Linked DNA regions of Sus scrofa: region 2 is linked to region 1. The links are chromatin contacts, called in public Hi-C maps. All regions are on one chromosome and are shown on one strand. The core of a region is the stretch at or near the end of the contact, and the rest is flanking DNA. Distances in the headings are between cores, read along the strand shown. Region 1 overlaps UBE2E2 (UB2E2). Region 2 has its middle 310 kb from the start of NKIRAS1.

Region 1 (3,595 bases), core at 646-3,145:
TCCATCAATAGATAAATGGATAAAGAAGATATGATATATATATGTGTGTGTGTGTGTATATATATATACACACACACACACACATATATATAAAATGAAATACTACTCAGCCATAAAAAAGAGTGAAATAATGCCATCTGCAGCAACATGTATGGACCCAGAGAATACTACGTGAGGTCAGGCAGAGAAAGACAAATCCTGTATGTTTTCACTTATATGTGGAATCTAACAAATAAACATGAATATAACAAAAAAAGATATGGAGAACAAACTAGTGGTTACCAGTGGCAAGAGGGAAGTAGGGAATGGCAAGAAAGAGGAAGGGGATTAAGAGGTACAAATTACCATATATAAAATAGATAAGCTACAAGAATATATTGTATAGCACAGGGAATATAACCAATATTTTGTAATAACTTTAAATGGAGTATAATTTGTAAAAATATTGAATCATGTCATACACCTGAAACTAATATTGCAAATCAACCAGAGTTAAAAAAAAAAAAAGGAAAGAAGGAAAGCAGCAAGTGACCAATGAGAACAGAACAAAAGAAAAAGAGAAGGATCAGCAGAAAAATCAAGAGGCTAGAAATACAGAAAAAAGAGAAGAGACCAGTTAGTAGGAAAAAGGAGAAAGAGAAGGCTATATCCACCACTAAGCTCTGTCCTAAAGAAATAAATATGTGCTGGCCATTCACTCTGCCCCTGCCTCTAGCTCAGCAATTCCCGGGGAGGACAGGGAGACCCTTCAGGCTTAGAGAGGAGACAAATCAGAGCCTTGGGTGAAGGTGGGCTTTGTGCCAAGGTACTCAGCTTTATACTGCCAGGCACAGGCAGTAAAATGCAGCAGAGTCCCTGGGCTCCTGGGGACAGGTTGAAAATGAGTATGAAGGCTTTTCTGAAGTTCTTGTATTTGTCTCCTGCAAAAGATGATGGGGGTTACACTACTTTTGGGGGGACCTCTGATGTGATTTGTTCACTTCCTCTCAATGTTTTTCTATTAGGGGTCCTGAAAGAGGCGGTCTCTGAAGGCAGTGGTGACCAGGCTGAGGTTCAGCTGTTCCTCTTTGTGGGAGGAGGATACAGCCTAGTGCTCCGCCTGGAGAGCATCACTCTTCCCTCCAGTTCTCTCTCGGAGCAGCTTCATTAACAGATCCTCTGGGCATGTGTGTGGCTGAATCACTCTGCTAGCAGAAATTAACACATTGTAAAAACCACAATAAAATTAATTTTTTAAAAAGGCAGTGTGATCACAGAGGGGCCCCCTCAGTGCTGTTGGGGCAGTCTCAGAAGGTGGGCCTCTCTGAAAGGTCACCCGAAAGGGAAAGGTGACAGCCACATGGAAACTTGTACAGACAGAAAAGTGATCAGGGGCCCAAAGCCTCTGGGGTGGAGTGAGGTGGTTCAACATTCTGGAGGGTGTTTCCTGCTGTTATCACATTTTTAAAATGTATTCACTTTTTAAATTTATATAAAGTAGAATCTGTGCTATATCATCTGTAAATCAGGTACAGGTGTTTCTGACCTAACTATCATTAGAATGATTCCATCTCCCAGTAACTAATCTACTATATTAACCAACCAGGAAATAGCACTTAAAGAGTTCCAAAAGTGGCCTAGAGTAAAGATAAAAGAGAATGATAGATAGTGAGCTCCTTAATAATCTCATCATTTCTACCCCTTCTAAGTGATAGAAAAAACACCTGGGGCAAATTCTTGCCTGGAAATAATACCAGAAACCTTTCTGCATGTGTGGAGACCCAGAGACCCACAGATCAGCTGGACAACAGACAGGAAAACTAAGTCTTGTTGTTGAAACAAAACTGCTTAGTAAAGCCTGACAGTCACGTCTCTCCTGATGGAAGCTGTAAATAAACCTGAACGGTGAGTGCTGGGTCATTACAAAATGTGCCCCTTGAACCTACCACAAGCAAAACTTCAATCTCTTGTTATATGCCTCACTTTGCCAAAGAGTGAAACGATTCACAATAAAATACTTAATACTCAATAAAATAATAACAGAAACTGATGTCATAATAAAGAACAAGGACAGAGGTATAGAAAGGAAGCAGGTGTAATTCAAGAACACTAATTGTAAGGGTTAATACAGTTGATGTGACCAAGCATTAAATTAGAGCTGTGTGACCAGATGACTGAAGTTAAAAAAAAAAAAAAAATGTGACTACAAAGGAAAGAGGACTAATTTTAAAGAATGAGAAACTCATTACTGGTCCTAAAGTATAAAAACAACAATAACAACAAAAAACAAACAAACAAAAAAACCCAACCAAACAAACAAAAAAAACGCTGGGAGAGGTTACCTAAGGGATAGGGAAGACCTTTGACCTAAAGTACTTAACTCTTGCCCAATTCTTTCCATCACTTAAACAACAGCAACAACAACAAAAAATTGTTTTACTCTAGATTGAGGAGAATTAATGAGTACGTTTTCACCATTATAATCTTTATCTTTTAATTATCTTCATTTAAGAAATAATAGAAAAAGTTAATTAAAATTTAGCCTAGATGTTCTTAACTCTTCAGAAATTCCTCAAGTAAGGGGAAGATAGTCTGAGTCATTCTTTGGATAAGGAGTTTTGAGTAAAACATACATTTTCATGTAAGTAAAGGTGGGTTTTATTTATAGAGAGGGTCTGCTTCACTTTTCAATTTATTTGTGTTTTCATAGTCTTTCGCTGACAACAGAACAAATAATTCAACAGCTTTACCCAATTTTCAAAAGAACACGAGATGCTAAAGATCTAAAGATAATTTCAGGGGAGAAAAAGACCTCAAAAACAGACAATTTACTAAATTTTAACAGAAATACATTCATTAATTCATTTTAGTGAAGGAAAACTTCAGTTTTTGTAGAAATTGTTACGTACTGATTTAGACTACCACGTCATTTCCTCAGTGTTTCTTTAAACAAAAAATAGATCACTGCTGATGTCTAAAAAGGAAAACCCCCAAGTGAGAGTTTCTAAAAAGTAAATTGAAGAGAATTTCCATCTGAAGTTAACATACACAGCAGCTTTTTAATGAGATCAACTTCCTAACTGAAAATCAGAGGTTATCACTGCAAGGACAGCAAGAGACTTTATAACAAAATTTGTAGCAATGGCTTACCCATGACTAGATTTATATTAATTAAGGGACAATAAAATATGCACCAGGAATGCTAAGTAGAAGGAGGTCAAAGCCAGGGCTAGAAGGTGAGGTTGGTGAGTCTAAATTTACCCCAGATTATGAGACAAATTTATTTACTTATTTAATTTTTAATTATTATTAATTTTTTGTCTTTTTAGGGATGCGATCGTGGCATATGGAAGTTCCTGGGCTAGGAGTCGAATCAGAGCTATAGCTGCTGGCCTATGCCACTGCCAGTTATGCCAGATCTGAGCCACATCTGCAACCTACACCACAGCTCACAGCGATTCCAGATTCATAACCCACTAAGCAAGGCCAGGGATCGAACCTGCATCCTCATGGATATTAGTCAGATCATTTCTGCTGAGCTACGCCAGCAACTCCTAATGAGACAAATTTAAATGACTTTACACCGAATCGAAGTTTGCAGAGCAAAGAGCCTCAA
Region 2 (3,229 bases), core at 713-3,212, 66 kb before region 1:
TGGAGCAACACCTAAGTAAACAGCAGGGAACTCTTATTTACTATAGATGTGTCTGTCTTATTTAGCTGTAGCTATCTTTAATTCATATTGGAACCATAATGCATACTAGGCCATAAAATCTATTTGTTAGGAAGAAAAAAAACCAGTCAGAGTAGTGATGCCAAACATTGTCACAGCTAGACCTCTTAGGACTAAGTCAAGTTCTCTGCTCGAATGTAAATTACTCATAAGGCGGTCTGAGTGGTATATAAAAATGAAAACCAGTGAAAGGGGCTGAATTTTTGGATTGACTCAGAGCCACTAGAGATCCCACTTTGAGAACCACTTTTTTTTTTCCCCCTGAAAGCAGTTTTTTTTTCTTTTTTTCTAAATCAATGTATAATTGATATATAACATTTTATTAGTTTCAGGTATATGTTATATTGAACATAATGGTTCAATATTCATACATACTGTGGAATGATCACCACAGTAAGTTTAGTTACCATCTGTCCGTATACAAAGTTGTGTGTGTGTGTGTGTGTGTGTGTTGAATTTACTCTCCTGACAACACGAACCAATTCCTTAAAAGAAAAGTCAGACTACATTGGATTTCTCCAAATTCCCAATAGAAGTCCTAGTTTGGGAATATGCAGGAGCTTTTGTTACCGGCTGCCTCCAGAGTGATTGCCCACTTTTTCTAGAGGTGGACAATTCTCTGAACTACATCCACATGAGACTCACTTATCTAGGATCACAAACTACAGACCCTCGGAGTTCCCATCGTGGCGCAGTGGAAGTGAATCCAGCTAGGAACCATGACATTGCGGTTCAATCCCCGGCCTCATTCAGTGGGTTAAGGATCCGGCATTGCCATGAGCTGTGGTGTAGGTCGCAGACGTGGCTCAGATCTGAGGTTGCTGTGGCTGTGGCATAGCCTGGCAGCTACAGCTCCAATTAGACCCCTAGTCTGGGAACCTCCATATGCCATGGGTGCGGCTCTAAAAAAAAAAAAAAACTACAGACCCAAGTCTGAAATGACGGCATCCCCTTACATATCCAGATGGAGATAATCTGAATACAGTATTGCAAAGGGCCAGGAGTGCCAGAATCAAATTATCCTAGAAGGAACGATAACATGGTTGTTATAACTGTGCCAGAAATGTGATAAGTTGGGAGGAGTGGAGACAAATGACTTTATTCAAGTTCTAGGAGGGAAAAAATGGATTCCACGTGTCCCAAATCCAGATATTGTTCTCGAAAGACCATGTTTAATAGCCAAATGAAGCAGAGAACAAAATAGTGCCCTCTGGGGAGAAATGGAGAAGCTGGAACCAAAGCAGCTGCTCTGCATTCATGACTCTTCCGACCGAGCAGCCATTAGCTCAGGTTTGATGGAGTCAGGGTGTTTGCCACCCCGTTTTCTTGTTACCTGGCCTCTTGTCAGCCTCCTTAGCTAATTTCTTCAATTCAGTACCTGTCCTTCAGGCAATCCTTTAATGAACAAGACAAGTCAAAATGATGAACTTTGCTCTGGCCTTCTGAGCAAAAAAGGGACAATTTCATTTGCTTTTTGGAAAGGGGAGCCTCCTGTGCCTTGGCTGCGGTCCCCACGGTGCCAGGAGGAAAGCCTGCCGACCCCGCCCCTGGGTTGGTGCGCAGACATTCTGCAGCACTCAGTTCAGTCTCCAGTGGTCCCTGCTGTTTGGGCTGAGTGCTACAGATTTCTTTCTTTTTTGGTTCTCTGCTTGCGGCTGCTGGTTTTCCTCCAGTTGCATTTTCCAATTCCGTCTGCGTCCCAGCTGTGGTCCCAACAATACTTCAAAACTTGAAGGGACTTGGCACTTGTCCCTTTTGGGCCCTGGTGTGCTATGAATCCAGCTTGTGAAAGTCGCTTCCTGGAGATTAACACGGTCTCACCCACAGGCAAAGCTCGAGGCTGTGGCTGCCCTCATCGGCGGCAAAGCAAACCAAAGTTCAGATCAGTTTTGACAGAAGAGCCTGGAATTGGCATCCATCAATGAGTGCTGACATTTGGCCTTTCTCTTGGCCAGAAGAGAGGGGAAAATATTTCCTTGTTTACCTCGCCCCGAACGCCTGATTCACCAAAGGTAAAAAAGAAATAGAATCGAATACATCTCAATTCACGTGGGCAACTAGCAGTTTTACCTTTTGCGGGGTGGGGGGTGGGGGCGGAGTTTGGCCATGCCCACAGTATACAGAAGTTCTGGGTCAGGGATCAAACCCGTACCACAGCGGTATCCAGAGCCACAGCCATGACTATGCCAGGTCCTTAAGCTGCTGAGCCACCAGGGAACTCCCAAAGCCTTGTTCTTAAGAAAGAAAAGTGCCTTTAAATCCCAAACCTGGTTTAAAATATCAGGAGCTGGATGTGGTGGGTTCAGGACACTGGAACCAGAGCGGCACCCAGACTTGGTTGAGAGCGTGGAGGCTGGTCCACCCTAGATTCCAGCCCCTTGCAGGCATGCTGAGTCTGGTCCAGGGAGCACATGGTTGGAACCACTCGTCTAGGTCTAGCATCCAGGAGACATGGGGATGGAAACACAGCTTTCCTGCCTCAGAGAGGAGGACAACTCGCAGAGAACACACCCCAAGCTTCAAGGTAGGGTCCCTGAGGAGGCCCAGTGTTCTGATTCAGGTGCAGGTGGGGGCGTGGACATCCCATACAGGTCAGGGAAGTTGAGAGCAAGCTGTGACCACCTGCCCCTCTAGGCTATGGTGGGGACGCCAGCCTTCTCAGAGAATCCCACTGGAGAGCTCTGAGTGGTCCTGGACACTCCTCGGGGACAGTCTTGGTGGTGGTCCAACCATGGCCACATAGGCCATGCAGATGCCATCAGGATCAGGAAGAACACGCTGGGGCAGCCTCCCAGCACTTAGGTCATCTAAGATGCAGTTACCCAAAAGGGTATGATTTTTACATCAGAAGCAGCCAACTCTTTTGAATTGGCAAGATTAGGTTTCCCACCTTCAGCAGAAAAAAGGACTCAAGGAGTTCCCCAGTGGCTCAGTGGGGTAAGGATCCAGTGTTATCACTGCTGTGGCATGTGTTTAATCCATGGCCCAGGGATCTTCTGCATACTATGGGTGCTGCCAGGAAAAGGGAAGAAACAAAGGCTCAAGAGGTAAGAAGTTCATTTAGTTGGAGACAGATAGAGACAGTTCCTTCTTTGAGTGCTTCAATTGCTAACTGTGGGTTAACTTTCAACCTGCTGGAAATTAATGAAGA

What was found. Hi-C and Micro-C count contacts between places; a contact is called where the count stands out from the background.
Region 2: a Hi-C map of liver shows a contact between it and region 1, with 16 times the contacts expected there. The contact joins two enhancer-like sites. A contact is called at or near these places in 1 of 5 promoter capture datasets (liver) and 5 of 47 Hi-C or Micro-C datasets (liver and skeletal muscle).

What each region holds. Positions count from the first base shown.
Region 1 is chr13:10,342,516-10,346,110 of Sscrofa11.1, reverse strand. All of the region lies in intron 4 of UBE2E2 (UB2E2), which reads right to left. Among named protein-coding and RNA genes, the nearest start is that of UBE2E2, 340 kb to the right of the region's middle. Within about 2 kb of position 1,895, at least 2 of the 83 cell types and tissues checked have an H3K27ac peak or open chromatin away from gene starts, as enhancers often do. A contact at or near this core is called in liver, where this site is marked.
Region 2 is chr13:10,409,179-10,412,407 of Sscrofa11.1, reverse strand. No RefSeq gene overlaps it. Among named protein-coding and RNA genes, the nearest start is that of NKIRAS1, 310 kb to the left of the region's middle. Within about 2 kb of position 1,962, at least 1 of the 83 cell types and tissues checked has an H3K27ac peak or open chromatin away from gene starts, as enhancers often do. A contact at or near this core is called in liver, where this site is marked.